2 separate regions of the Anser cygnoides genome follow, and region 1 is linked to region 2. The links are chromatin contacts, called in public Hi-C maps. All regions are on one chromosome and are shown on one strand. The core of a region is the stretch at or near the end of the contact, and the rest is flanking DNA. Distances in the headings are between cores, read along the strand shown. Region 1 holds the start of MIS18A (MIS18 kinetochore protein A). Region 2 holds the start of SOD1 (superoxide dismutase 1).

What was found. A called contact is a pair of places that touch in the nucleus more often than the background predicts.
Region 1: a Hi-C map of liver shows a contact between it and region 2, with 2.3 times the contacts expected there. The contact joins the promoter of MIS18A here to the promoter of SOD1 in region 2. A contact is called at or near these places in 2 of 7 Hi-C or Micro-C datasets (both in liver).

The regions. Positions count from the first base shown.
Region 1 is chr1:112,854,649-112,861,313 of Taihu_goose_T2T_genome, reverse strand. MIS18A (MIS18 kinetochore protein A) reads left to right here and starts at 2,176. Exons shown (of 5, transcript XM_048071514.2): 1 at 2,176-2,597; 2 at 2,678-2,744; 3 at 2,900-3,022; 4 at 4,318-4,411; 5 at 5,159-6,071. The coding sequence starts at 2,363. The coding sequence ends at 5,239. It overlaps MRAP (melanocortin 2 receptor accessory protein), which reads right to left and starts at 2,106. Exons shown (of 3, transcript XM_013192843.3): 1 at 1,481-2,106. The coding sequence starts at 1,586.
Region 2 is chr1:112,635,687-112,642,836 of Taihu_goose_T2T_genome, reverse strand. It overlaps SOD1 (superoxide dismutase 1), which reads right to left and starts at 4,661. Exons shown (of 5, transcript XM_013192917.3): 1 at 4,491-4,661; 2 at 3,749-3,842; 3 at 3,181-3,250; 4 at 1,290-1,404; 5 at 1-529. The coding sequence starts at 4,565. The coding sequence ends at 419.

The DNA.
Region 1 (6,665 bases), core at 927-3,426, 220 kb before region 2:
TGGGTAAAGAGAAATATCCTATAAATGACCATGGAGGGAAATGCTGCAACACAAACTCCACGCCTCTTATCTATCAGGGACTCCATATGTTAAAAACATGATATTAATGAGGAAAAAAAAAAAAAAAAAGTTGAGATTCCTGAATTCTGCTAAGCCAGCCACATACAGGGGACTTACAGCCTGCTATAGTTGGCATTTCAGAGGTTTCCTGGAGCAATCTGGGGGCAATTATCTGCCGTAACTTTAAAATTACGAGAATTAGAAAAGTGGTGTAAAGCTGCTCATAACCTGCCTGTTCCCAGCAGCACCAAATGTTGCTCTGCAGTATTCTAGAGCAGGATTTTATATACGGAGGGCTGTGGATATTTACACCACCTTATTTAAGGTATGTTACTTTTGGTACCAAAAGTTGGAGGCAATAAATGCTAAGCTCATCAGAGTGGACAAAAAAGCTTTTCTAGAGGCAGTGACTACCATACCCATGTAGTTGCAGTTTTCTTCAGTTAACTGAATACGGACCAGTAAAGCCCACAGCTGTATCACTCAGACAAGGATACAACCACAGGGAGAGACTTGATAGGAATCGCAGGACAGCATTGCCCACAGCCTTAGCGGCTCAAACATGCCTATATATTCTTCCTGATCTTCATCAATCCATCCAGCTATAACTGTTTAAGTTAATCCCTCATGACACAACTGATTTTATTTTAGTAAACCCAAACCAACGCAGTTACATTAGAAAAACATTGACTTAATAGCAAAAATACATCGCTATGCTATTGTGCAAAACCAAGTATGAAATTGAATTAGCTGTCCCTAGCTGAATTCAGAGAATATTATGTCACATTAGGCACTTTGAAAATAAACTCCTAAATCCAGCAGAATCAGCTTTCATGGCAACAAGTGTTTAGATGATAACGTATATTACTACTTCATCTTACAATTCAGTAGCAGTAAATCACAGGAGGAAAAACAATAGAATATATTTTCAGCTTGTTGTTCCTGGCTAGTGGAAACACAAACGTCTTCCTTTACCAAGGTTTTAAATATTTATCAGTTGTAATATAAGCCGTACGTCCCAAGACAAAACAGGGTAGTCTTACAAAAAACTGTGCTCATGCAGTCAACTTTTCTGGGAGCAGCAAGCAGGTAGCTCACACCCCACACTACAGGTTTGCACGGCATAAGGTTTACACTTAGCAAATGGTTAAAAATAATCTGTCCTTCTAAATAAGAGTTAATACCAGCAGCCTTACAGTTTGAAGCACTGTGAGGCACAGCAAAGAGCTGCACTGCTAGCAGTAAGTGCTGCTGGGGCACAGCGCAGGTAAGGCAGTTGGGCACGCAGTCCATACAGACCACGTACACATAACTCTTTCTTACAAAGAAGCAAAATCAAGTCAGGGCGACAAGCTCTGCAACATTCTGCCCGCTGTTTTTTCCTGTGCTGGATCGGCACCTACCGCTCAGCAGTACTTACATTTATTAACCTTCAGCTTCCTTCCATCCACTGGGATCGGGTCTATGTAGTCCCAGTAATACTCATAGGACCAAAAGTACTCAGACGAGTTGGTTCTGTTGGCCATGTCGGGAGTGCATTTTAAACCAGCTCAGTACTCCAACCAAATACTTTTTTTTTTTTTTTTTTTTTCCCCTCATTGTGCTTCAGCGCCCTCAGAAAGAGGTTGCGTAAGCAATGCCTGTGTAAATCACCCCGCAGCTCAAGGACTGCCTTGGTGCCGGACAGCGCTTGGCAGAAATTGATATCGAAGCCTGACAGAAGAGGGACAGCCGCCTTCAGGCGTGACCCTCGCTCCCCGGAGGGCTGTTAGGGTGTTCCTAGCACGCCTGGGGCTGGCAGGGACATGGGGAGCGCTCAGCCAAGCAGGCTGGGGATGGGATGGACGCATGCCAACGGGGTCGTGGAGACTGAGAAACCAACGAGGCACCCTGGGGAGCTACGGGGAAGAGGTTGGTTGGGGGAATTTCTGGGCACAGTGTGCTTAGAGAGGAATTTTAAGGTCCCCCTGACAGAGGGCAGCGCGCCAGGCCCCATGGGGCACACCCTGTACAGAAACCCCCTCACAGCGACCTGCCCCGGCCGCCATTTTGGGGCTGCCTCAAGGCAGGGGCTGGAGGGGGCGGGGCCTAAGCACCAGGGGGCGGGGCCACACCTGGGAGACGCGCCCAATGGGGCGTGGCCACGAAGGGGGCGTGGCCATGTGCAAGAGTGGGCGTGGTTACGGAAGGGGGCGTGTCCACAAGCAGAGTCCCCGCCCCCCCGAGGACGCTATTGGCTCCGGCTGGCGGGCGGAAGCGCGTCACGGCCGTTTCCGGCGCGGGCATTTCGAAGGCGGGCGGCATGGCGGAGCTGGACTCGTCGCTGCTGGAGGTGGGCGGCGGGTGGGATGCGGCGGCGGCGGCGGCGGGGAGGCGGCCGCAGCCTCAGCCGCAGCCACCGCCGGCCGGGCAGGCGGAGGGCGACGAGGAGGACCTGATGCCCATGGTGTTCCTGTGCGCCGGCTGCAAGCGGCCCGTGGGCGACACGCTGAGCTGGGTGACCAACGACGAGGAGACGGGCTGCGTCCTGCTGCGCAGTGAGTGCCGGGCGCGGCCCTTAGCGGCCCTTGGCGACCGTTGGCGGCCGTTGGTCACCTCTCCCCTCGCCTCCCCGCAGGTGCCTCCGCCAGCGTCTCGGTGGACAAGGAGCAGAAGCTGTCCAAGCGGCCCGGCGAGTGCGGATGGTGAGGCGCGGCGCCGGGGGGGCAGGCGCGAAGGAGCCCTGAATGCTCTAAAACCAAGTCACAGTGGGTGACCCCTTTTTTGAATAAGGGTGGGCACCGGGGGCTTTCTGTCTTTATTTTTCTTCCTGCGTAAGCGTTATGTGTTTTCCTTAAAGCATGATTGAAACGTTGTTCTGCTCTGGCTGCTCAATGACGCTCGGCAACATCTACAGATGCACCCCGAAGCATCTTGACTACAAGAGGGATTTATTCTGTTTCAGCGTTGACTCGATTGAAAGGTAAAGGCAGGAGTCTTATCGCTAAGATAAACCTCGCTCTCCAGGCGTCATATTGAAGAATGCTGCTGTTAACGTTCTTAGCGCGCGTAGGGAGAGCTGTTTCTGCACCTTGTTCCAGAGCAGCTTTCTGTGTTGCTGCTGCTAGCATCGTGGCGCTGAAGTTGTAGCTGCACCATCTGTGTAATGTTAGACAAATCCTAGAAAAGGAAAGTAGCAGGGTCACCTGTATAAGAAAGAGCATACATCCTGTGAAAATTCCTGTAAACAACACAGGAGGGTTCCTTCTCAGTTTCTCAGAAGTGAGTACATATGTGCTCTGCTCTAGACAACAGAAAAAGACCTTGCAGTCATAAGTAATACCTGCAGTCTGCTGACTACCTGCAGTCATAGGTAATATAAAATATGCCTGGCTCCAAACTATTGGAGGTGCGTGTCATCAGCAGAGAACACAGGCACGGGGGTTTAAGCAGAACTTAAGCAGAGGTCTGAGGTGCATTGGCTGGTGTTCTCTTTCCTCGAGAAGGCAGGTAAAAGCAAATCTTAAGACCGAATGTGTACTCCTATGTAACTGTTTTACAGTCAAAAACTGTCTAGAAAATGAAGGTCTGCCATTATATTGGTTTTATCTGATTTGTAGCACTTGAAACTGGTCTTAAATTGTTCCTCCATAACTACATCCAGAATTCAGTCCCCACACTCTTATCTTTTATCAGAGCATTACTACAGTAACACTAATAAGCTACTGTTTCTCCTGTGTGGGCTTGTTTTAGCATGTTTGCTTTTTACTAAGTTTCAGACTGTTCTGCTGAACCTGTGTGGCTGTTCTCCTTTCTACTCCGAATACTATCTTCTCGTCTTTCCACAACTATGATATTTTGCTTTTTACATGGCAGTAAAAGTCTCTGGAGGACTGTAACATGGTTGCAAAGTGACATTTTCTTGGAGAGTAATGATAATGGCTAGTTCTCACAGCTAGTGCTACATTGTTCTCATTGTTTTCTTTGTAACTTCTAATGGTGTCCTGTAGCACTGACTAACTTTTGGAGTTCTGGCTTCTCCAAGTGATGATGCCTTGGTAGTTTTGAACTTAAAAAACTGTTTTCGTTCCACCAAACAGTTTGTTTGCAAGATGACTAATTTTTTGTTGTTGTTGTTGCTGGAATCATTCTTCTACTGTGCTAGTGTATTAATCGTAATCTTATAATCATCAAGAATGGTGGATGAATCTTACACTCTTACGCTCATTCTTCTGCCTTCAGAGTGAAAAGTGCATGATCTAAACTGTAGCATATCAGTTACGTTTTAGGATCTTCAGAAAAGCAGGCTGTTACTGATGAAGAACCTTTAACTCTCGAAAGTCGAGCTGCCTTGGAAGAAGCACTAGAAAGGGTAAGACTTAATCTCGCATCATTCTTTGTGTATGTCACCACTATGAAATACTCCTTAAATTGTTCCTGCAGAGCAAACTGTAACAGATCAACTCTGTGGGTTTTAACATATGCTATCACTTCGTGCTATTTGATTATCTTAGGCTTTCAGTAACTTCCTTTCTAATGTTCACATTAATTGGCATTTTCTATTTATCAAATACAGCTTTAGATTCCTGTCTGTCCATAATTAGAAAGACAGCTTGACTTGGCAGTTCATAGACCGGCCTGGGTTGGAAAGGTATTTGAAAGATCATCAGGCCCAACCTTCACATTTTCATTCAGCCTTGAATCACGTCTCTTCTATAGGATTGTCTTGCATTTAAACTGACTTCGTGCTTTTGCTCTTACTTTGTATTGAGATACTGTGTAAGGAGTGGTATTTTGCTCCACAAAGCAGTTCTGATTGCAGCTGGGGACAGTTGGGAGCACAGCATCATCAGATTGGCTCTGAAAGCAGAGAGGTGTCTAGCAAGAGGTGAATGCATGAATTTGATGGTAAGGAAGGCTGAAGAGAATTATAGTTTTGAGTACGTAGAGAGTTAGCGTTAAAGTTGAGTAAACTTTCAAACTATGGATGTAGTAGGAATAGAATCAAATAGAATTGGTGATGCATCATCAAATTTGGGCTTTTGCTGACATCTACGTTTGTTCTTTGTGTTGTTGATTTCTGTTTCTAACCAATCATCTTTCCATGTTTTCATTACAGGCAGACACCATACTAAAGGCTCTGGAGGCAAGACTGACTGCTGTTGAATCAAGTATTGATTCTCTTCACAATAATGTCTGATTCTCTTCACAATAATCTTTGAAAGAAAACTTCCTGCATCTAAACTAACTGCTGGAGAAGGATGCGTGTGAACCTTGTCCTTCTAATGCGTTGGAATCTGTGGGAACACTGTGAAAGCTGAGCGAAGAAATGAAAGACAAAGGTGGCTCATGTTGCAGTAGAACAATACTGCCTACAATTCCTCACCACAGATGAGGAGTTTCCTCTAAAGAGAATACCCCAAGAAGAATTTTTAAATGGTGTTTCTATAGACTTCTGTTTCATATGTAAATATTTATTTAAATTTTTACCTCTGAAAGCAAAGCATTTATCTCCTAATTTCGCTGCAAACTTATATCTGCTGAACTGGGTTTGTATCCTTTCTAAACTAATTAAAAATAAGAAAAATAAAACTCTGTGACTTCAGTTGAAGTAGCAATATATGTCACTTCCTTGTGTCTCAAGCCTTTGCTTGACCTGTGCTCAGAGACAGAAATAATCCAGTAACATCTTGCTAGCTCAAGGCTAAAATGAAATAACTGTAAAGAAGACTTTAAAAGCATTTGATTAAATGGCTTTCCATGCAATATTGAAGGTTGTGTGTGACAGCTTCAAGGGAAGGAAAACAACCAAGGCTGGTAGCAGCACACCTTTAAGCAAAGCCTGATGTATGTTTGAGCAGTGAATTCAATGTTAATTAAGAATGATTGTCATTACTTTGTTTCAGTGTAGATATTTTGGCTTTTACTTTGTTCTTCTGTGTACTTAACTCTTAGAGTTTCTGACCTGGTGTTTGTGTTCTCAGTGATTTATTTTTTTTACCAATAAAACAAAAGAAAAGCAAGTGAAAATAGTCTAAAGGAAGAATAATGGTGTTTTTCTTTTCCCCATTACCTAACACTAATCTTATTACTGCTAATTTAAGTCTTCTCCAAAAGCCTAGAGTAAATTTCCCATTCTTCTTCCCACTGGTAAGTATTTTTTTTTCTAAAAGCTTTTTTGTTTTCTAACACCCCACCCTCTATCTTCCCCTTTCTTCTGTTTTGTTTTGAAGTAGCATTCTATTTGTCCTGTTCTGATCATCTGTCTTAGCCTTTCATGTTCAAGTAACTAAATCACTTTATAACAATTTAATGACAGGTGTTAAGTCACAAGCACTAATAGTGCTAATCTTTCCAATCAAATTACTCTAGTATCTGTTCTGAGGCAGCTTCTTCTGAAGCATGATTTTGCCGGTCAGTTACATTGCAGACTTCTTTCTGGATGGCTGAAGAGAACCACAAACTGTTCTGCCCTTTAATTAAAGATGTTTTTCATTGTATAGTGAGTACATTTTTGTCAGGAGAGCTAGCGTTTGATGGCTTGATACGCCTGCCTTTTCAGACATAACCTGTTTTCTAATACATGGATTTCCTTTCTATGAAGTACTATGGGAGCAGGCATGCAA
Region 2 (7,150 bases), core at 3,412-5,911:
AATGTGGCAAACTGTGCCTACTGCTCTCTGGTGAGTAGTCCTGGCAGAGCTCCTGGGGCTCCTCATCTTCCAAACCCCCGCCATACACTAGAAACGTTGTGTTCAGCGTGTGACACTACCGCCCCTCTCCCCTTACACAGAACGGGAGTTGTTCCAGTTAGTGAGGATCGTACTAAGAATGGTTACAGCAGGTGCTTTAGCAGGAGACTACAGAGCTTTTCCATCAACATCACTTTAATTGCAATGTGCATGATACAAAATTAAGTCAGTCTTTACCAGTTTAACTGATACTCAAGAATGCAGAGTAGTAATGAGATTAACTGAAATCTTTTGCTTGAACGAGGAAGAGCAAGTACAGCGATCACAATGAAAAACAGCCCATTTCTCACTGTCATCTTAAGCATTTCAGGCACAACACTTAGCACTTGGCTATTCCAATGACACCACAAGCTAAACGAGGTCCAGCATTTCCAGTTAGCGTGCTCTCGTTATCTCCCCCTTTACCCAGGTCATCGCTTTTTGCGTGGACCTAGAAGAGAATGGAAGATGCTGGTTAGTTACACAGTGACATGAATTAAGGTACTTCACTGCACACACAGGCAGTGACAAGCAGCACTGCCAGCTACCAGCAGGGCCTTACACAACAGCGAGCACCTGCCCAGTCTGTAGCACTGGATGCCAAATCAGTACTCATGCTGAAAATTTAAGACCAGACTTGCCCAGAACGATTCATCGCCTTCAGCTGAGTTTGTCTGAACTGGAAGTCACCAGAACCCCAACACTCAAGAAGTTATTACAAATCCAGGGACAAACTTGGACTCGCAACCCAAGTTCACCCTCGCAGCACAAGGCTGACCACTGCTGTGAAGGCGCAGAGCCCAGCGCTGTTACCCCACCCATCTCCTGTGCCTGGTCATCAGACCAAGTCCGGTGCAGGAGAGGCGCACAAAGCCCCAGGGGGAAGTGACCACTGCCAGGCTTTTCAGTGGCAGCATTGCCAGTTCCTTCCTCAGCTCAGTTTGCTTTAATCATGCACAACCAGAAGCGAACTGAAACAGAGAAAAATATCCTCAAGAAGGCCAGAAGCAAATTAATATCTCATGGTTACAAAGTGTTAATACATAAAATATTTTCAGGCAAGGCTCCAAAGAACCCCCCATATCAGAAGTCTTGCACTACAAGTCATACAGCACACCAGGAAGCGGCCTCCAGCATCAAGAAGTCTCCACTCAGTGGCAGCGCTGCCCTGGAGCTCTTTAGAGCACCCAAGGAGGCAGCAAGACACCTACCACCATGGTGCGCCCAATGATGCAGTGTGGTCCAGTCAGAGAGATGACGGGATCTTCTATTTCGACTTCTGCTACTCCTCCTTTAGCAGTCACGTTGCCGAGGTCGCCCACGTGCCTGCACAAAGGCAGAGGAACCCACAGAAACCCTGGTTAAATCGAAAGCCCTAACAGATGGTCGGGGCCATACAATACCCAGGGTTACTGCACTCCAGGACTCCACCACCTTATCTTTCGCAGCACACGTTTTCATTTACCACCAGTGAGCCTTGATTACTTCCACTACTTTAACTCTTTCAGTTCAAAGGATTATTAGAATTCGGTCCTAGGGAGGACCTGAAACTGGCAGGCTGACCCACTTTGGGGGAAGAAGTGCTGTTGTTGCCTAGCCAGGTAAGCCAGCAACACACAACTTCTACAGCTCACAACCCCTCCGTGCTGGTGGAAGGTGACTGCCTGCTTAGAAGGGAGCTCTCAGTTCAGTCTCTGAGCCTTTCCTGCACATACAAGGCTGGGTATAAACACTGCTCCTATACGTAACTTTTACTGTATAGCACAAGTCAGCTATTCTGCAAGCAGCCGCAGGCTTTAAGCTTAAATAGGATTAGTAAAAGCGGTTTGTCAATCACTAGGTCAAAGGGGACGCAATAAGAGCTGGCTGAGTTCTAACCAGCACTAGGAATCGTTCTGAGACAAACTCAAGTTTGCCCAGTGTTTTTCCATACGGACAGCATGACACCCTCCTACACAGTTCCAGTCACAGCTGGTTCGCTACATCTTGCTTTAAAAATTAATCCTCAGTCAGCTCAGTTTCCACAGACCTGCGGGTCATTCCAGTGTCTTGTTCCCTGCACATCCACCCCAAATAAAGCATTCACTCGAAGCTGGTGTTCTGCAAGACACTGTGGATCCAGAGCCTCCAACACCAGCTTGTTTCTGACAAACTCTCCGTGCACAGGGCGACCAGCTCAGCTACATGCCGACTACCGGCTTCTTGGAGAGCAGGGTGCAAGTTCCACGTTTTTAACACAGCCCTATAAAATGAGGACAAGGGCAGTTTTCCCTTTAGGGATTTGTTTGATGTAAGCTTTCAGGAAATTTTACTACCACCTGCCCCAACTGCAGACTGACAGTCATGACCTGGTTCTTTTACCTTCGCAGAGAAATCCCCAGCCTAGAGCTGCCTGAGCAGACAGTTACACCAAAAGCAGGGTCTGACAAAGCAGGCCCAGCAGAAGCCACAGTGTTCATGCAGCTGTGACCTTTAGCACTGGAGCATTCGCGGGCCTGTGAAGCCCGTAAGCACATCATCGCATCCTGCTCTCAGCCAGGCAGCTGGCTAGCAGCCAGCCTGCTTGAACTGCTCGCTCCGCTATGGATTGATCCATCAGAAGCTGCAAGTACAGACTTGGATGCAAACGCTTGAAAGCCCGACCAACACCGCAAGTTGGCCACAGCACTGGTCCAGAACTGATGACCCCCCTAAACCACACGAAGAGCCTGTGTGCAGCTCAACAGGTGATGCTTTAGGGCCTGTCGTCAATAGGCAGCCCCAAAACAGAAGCAGAGCACCACTGACTACATAAGGTATTAACACATGAATTCTCTCCCCTTTTCACTCATATCCTAAGGAACACTCACCAAGAGCCCTTAGTTGTTCTTCTCCCCAGGCCACAATATAACCAAGAATGCACTAGAAACTACATTTCACACACTCTGGGAGCTAAGGTCTCTACAACACTGCCCTACAGTTACCAAACATTGTTAACTGACCTCAGAAGTCCCGCTGGAAGTACTAGTTTTCTCCTAGAACTAACCCAGCATTATTCATGAAGTTGCCTTCCTAGCACAAAAATGCAGCTAACCTGTAAGAGGTCAGACCCCTCAAACTCACCTCTCTGCATCAGTTGGTCCACCATGCTTCTTGCCCTCAGGATTGAAGTGAGCACCTGCACTGGTACATCCTGAAACAGAACGCAGCCAAAGTAGACTTGTTGCAATAACCAGCTTACATCTGCTGCTCATGCAGTGTACCAGGGTAGCACTCCTGTAGCCCACACTAGTAAAATCATTAATGAAACAGCTACTCTCCAGCTAGGTCCACTGATCCTTTGGATATAAGGAACTATTACAATGTCAAACATTACTCCAAGTTCACTAAATTAAAATTATTCATTCCAGAGTGTTCCAGGCTTAGATGCAAGTGTTCTCATTTCTTAAGACTAGAACGTCAAAGTATTTAGGTTAATGCTTGATATAGTACATCTTGAACACTAGCCTAAACATGTTTAATGTACTTAATAAGAATCAATTCCTTAGGAAACACCATATTTCTTAAATCAGATTTGCAGTCATGAAACCTAAGTACCCTTAATACTAGTTGCTGCTGTAACACTAAAAGCTCTTTAAAGGTGAGCAATCACAGTACAGCTGTAACTCAGAAGCCTGAATGTACATCTTACCATTTGTGTTGTCTCCAAATTCATGGACATGGAAGCCATGATCTCCATCAGACAAGCCGCTGATTCTTCCAGTAACTTTTACTGGTCCATTACCCTGTAAGAGAAAGAGTTTATAACTGCTGAAACAACCACAGCAAAAGGCTTCACGTCAGGTGAGGCTTCCTAGACAACCTAAACCAACAACCTAAAAACGCCGCTGTAAGTTCAGCTACCAACATAAGCAATTACCTTGCTAAACTGAGTCCATAAGCCAGCAAAAGTAGATTTTCTATGAAATGCTGTATTTAGCCACCTAGAACGTTCTTATTAGCTATCACCAAGCAAGAGGAACCACAGAACAGCTGAGGTTGGAAGGGACTGCTGGAGGTCACCTGCTCCAGCCCTTGCTCAAGTAAGGCCACCTACAGCTGGCTGCCCACTGCCATGCCCAGGCAGCTTTCGAAGACCCCGAAAGAGGAAGGTAACAGATTTATCAGGTTATTTCTGAGGCTGCTCCCGCCTGTTTACAAGCACGAGCAACCCAAACGCCACTCCTCCTCCACAGACTGGCCCATAGGCAGCCTCACCTTGCTCGGCAGGTCAGTGCCTCGTGCACTAACGGTCACAACGGTCACATCCCCACACACCCCCAAACCCCCAGCGGTGAGGTGAGGAGGGGAGGGCCGGGCCTTGCCGCCCGCCCCTCGCCATGACTCAGCACCGCAGCCCGGCAGGGTCGCTCCCGCCCGCCGCCGGCCACAACCTGCTGCTGGAAGTGGATGACGCCCTCCACGGGGCCGTCCCCCTTCATCACGCACACGGCCTTCAGCGTCGCCATGTTCCTTCCCGCAGTGGGCGGAGTGCAGCGCTACCTCCACAGCCCCCCAGCGACCGAACGCGGACTGAGGGGACGGCCCCTCCCGCCAACCTTATATAGAGTGCCCGCCAGCGCCGCGGCCAATCAGAGCGCGCCCTCCGTTCTCCTCGCGCAGTCATAAGGCTGAGGATCGATCAATCAAGACGCGGAGGGAGGGAGTTGTTGCGCGGGAGCCAATGGGCGGCGCCAGCCCGTGGGCCAATGGGCGGGTGAGCTGTCCCCAACCGCGCGGCTGTAGCTGCGCATTGTGTAATGGCGGCGCCTCGGGCGGGCGGTTGGGGGGGGGGGGCGTGTCTCCATGAGGTGTTTTCTGCACTTTTATTTATTTTTTAACTATATCCTCACTCCTAGAGGCTATCTTGCAACATTACCGCAACTTGAGTTATATCACATCGTGAACTCCTGTTTAAAGCATGAATACTGCCCTGAAGTTCCCTCTGAATAGCTTTATATTTCAAAATAGCCCTCCTGTCCAAAAGATGTTTGGTTCCCTGTACAGAAAACTCAGAAATACAATCTGAAGCTGGTGCTGCTCAGCTGCTGGCCTTTCTTGGTGTGCTGTAGGCTTTTTAGAGATGCCTTTGCACGTAGACTACCCACAGTGTAACAGGCAGGGTATCCAGTAGACAGCTCTGCTTCAGGTTGAGTCTCTTGGTGTAGCCGTGGATCAGTGCTGGAGAGAGGCGACAAAAAACATTTTTTTAAAAAAGAATTATCATTAAAATACATTAATCACAGAATCTTGACAATCTTCACTCACACCAACAAAAAGAATTCCCCACATCATTATATCATCATAGACCTGACACAGGTAGACAACCTACAAACATCCTGCCCTTTGTCCCTCCACCACATTGCTGCACAAATTCTCCACAGTTATTACACTCTGGCAATGTCCAGTCCATGTTTTGCCCATTACCTCTCCTGATTATCTCAAATTCCTCAAACCCCACATTGGGCACCAGAAAGGACTGTGGTGGTTTAATGCCAATGAACAGCTCAGCTGGCAGAGAAAATATGAAAAAAGGCTTATGGGCTGAGAAAAGGATGGGGAGATTGCTCACCAATTACAGTCACAGGCAAAACAGTATAGGGAGATTAATGTAATTCTTTGCCTACCAATAACAGACTAGAGCAGTGAGAAGTAAAAGCAAACTAAAAACACCTTCCCCCCGTCCACCCTGTTCTACACCCCCCCTGAGCAGCTCAGGAGAACAGGGAATGGGGGCTGCGGTCAATCCCTGACGCTTCGTCTCCTCATGGTCACTCTCTGCCCCTGCTCCACGCGGGGTCCCTCCCACGGGATGCCGTCCTTCCTGAACTGAGCCTGCGGGGGCTGCCCACAGGCAGCAGCTCTTCAAGAACTGCTCCCACACGGCTCCGTACCACAGGGTCCATCCCCCAGGAGCAAACTGCTCCAGCACGGGTCCCCCACGGGCGGCAGCTCCCCCCAGACCCCCTGCTCCTGCGTGGGCTCCTCTCCACGGGCTGCAGCTCCGGCCCGGGGCCTGCTCCTGCGGGGGCTCTCCATGGGCCGCAGCCTCCTCCAGGCCACATCCACCTGCTCCACCGGGGGCTCCTCCACAGGCTGCAGCGTGGAGATCTGCTCCGTGTGGGACCCGTGGGCTGCAGGGGGACAGCCTGCTCCACCAGGGGCCTCTCCACAGGCTGCAGGCAAACTGCTGCTGCGTGCCTGGAGCACCTCCTGCCCTCCTGCTGCGCTGACCTTGAGGGCTGCAGGGCTGGTGCTCACTCCTGGCTCTCCCAGCTGCTGTTGCACAGCATTTTTTTCCCTTTCTTAAATCTGCTCTCACAGAGGTGCAACTAGCATTAGTGACTTGATGGGCTCGGCTCTGGCCAGTGGCGTGTCCCTTTTGGAGTCCCCCAGCTGCCAAGCCCTTGCCATGTAGATGCAATACTGATGCACCTTAGACTCTAAGGGAAAGTTAACATCAGACTTGAGGAGCATGCACCTTTGTACTTTTTTTTCAGAGATCTGCAACCGTTTGAGTGTTTTAGGAATAAAAGATTGCATTTAATGAATTCCCTTGGCAAACCCACGTTGCTTGTTTTCCTGCTGCGTTGCTGAGGGAGACATTAAATCAGAAACACAAAAATGTTTTTAAAGTTCCTGTTACTTTAGGAAGTCTGTGTATATGACTGAGAGGTAAAGCACTTATAGCCCAGGTAGTCTTAAGACACCTGGCTGAGAATTCCCTATGGCCAGGGAAGAAGTACAAGGTTTGTTTCACACATTAGGCTTAGCCATGAGTCCTAGAAGCTTAATAAGTCCTGTTGTTAACTATCGTTTGAATGGTGTGTATCTCCACTTGAAAAAAAAAAAAAAAGGCAGAGGAAACAAGAAACATAGAGTTTTTGTCTGAGAGAAGAGCATTTGTTTAATCCTGGAAAGAATCCTGGACTGCTTCCTATCTGGGAGGCATCTTGGCACTGCGAGTAGTTCAGCTCCCTGGAGTTTGTTTCTGATGCGCCTGGAGAGCAAAGGCTCTGTAAACTACTGGTGAGCAAACAAATTTGTGTGCATG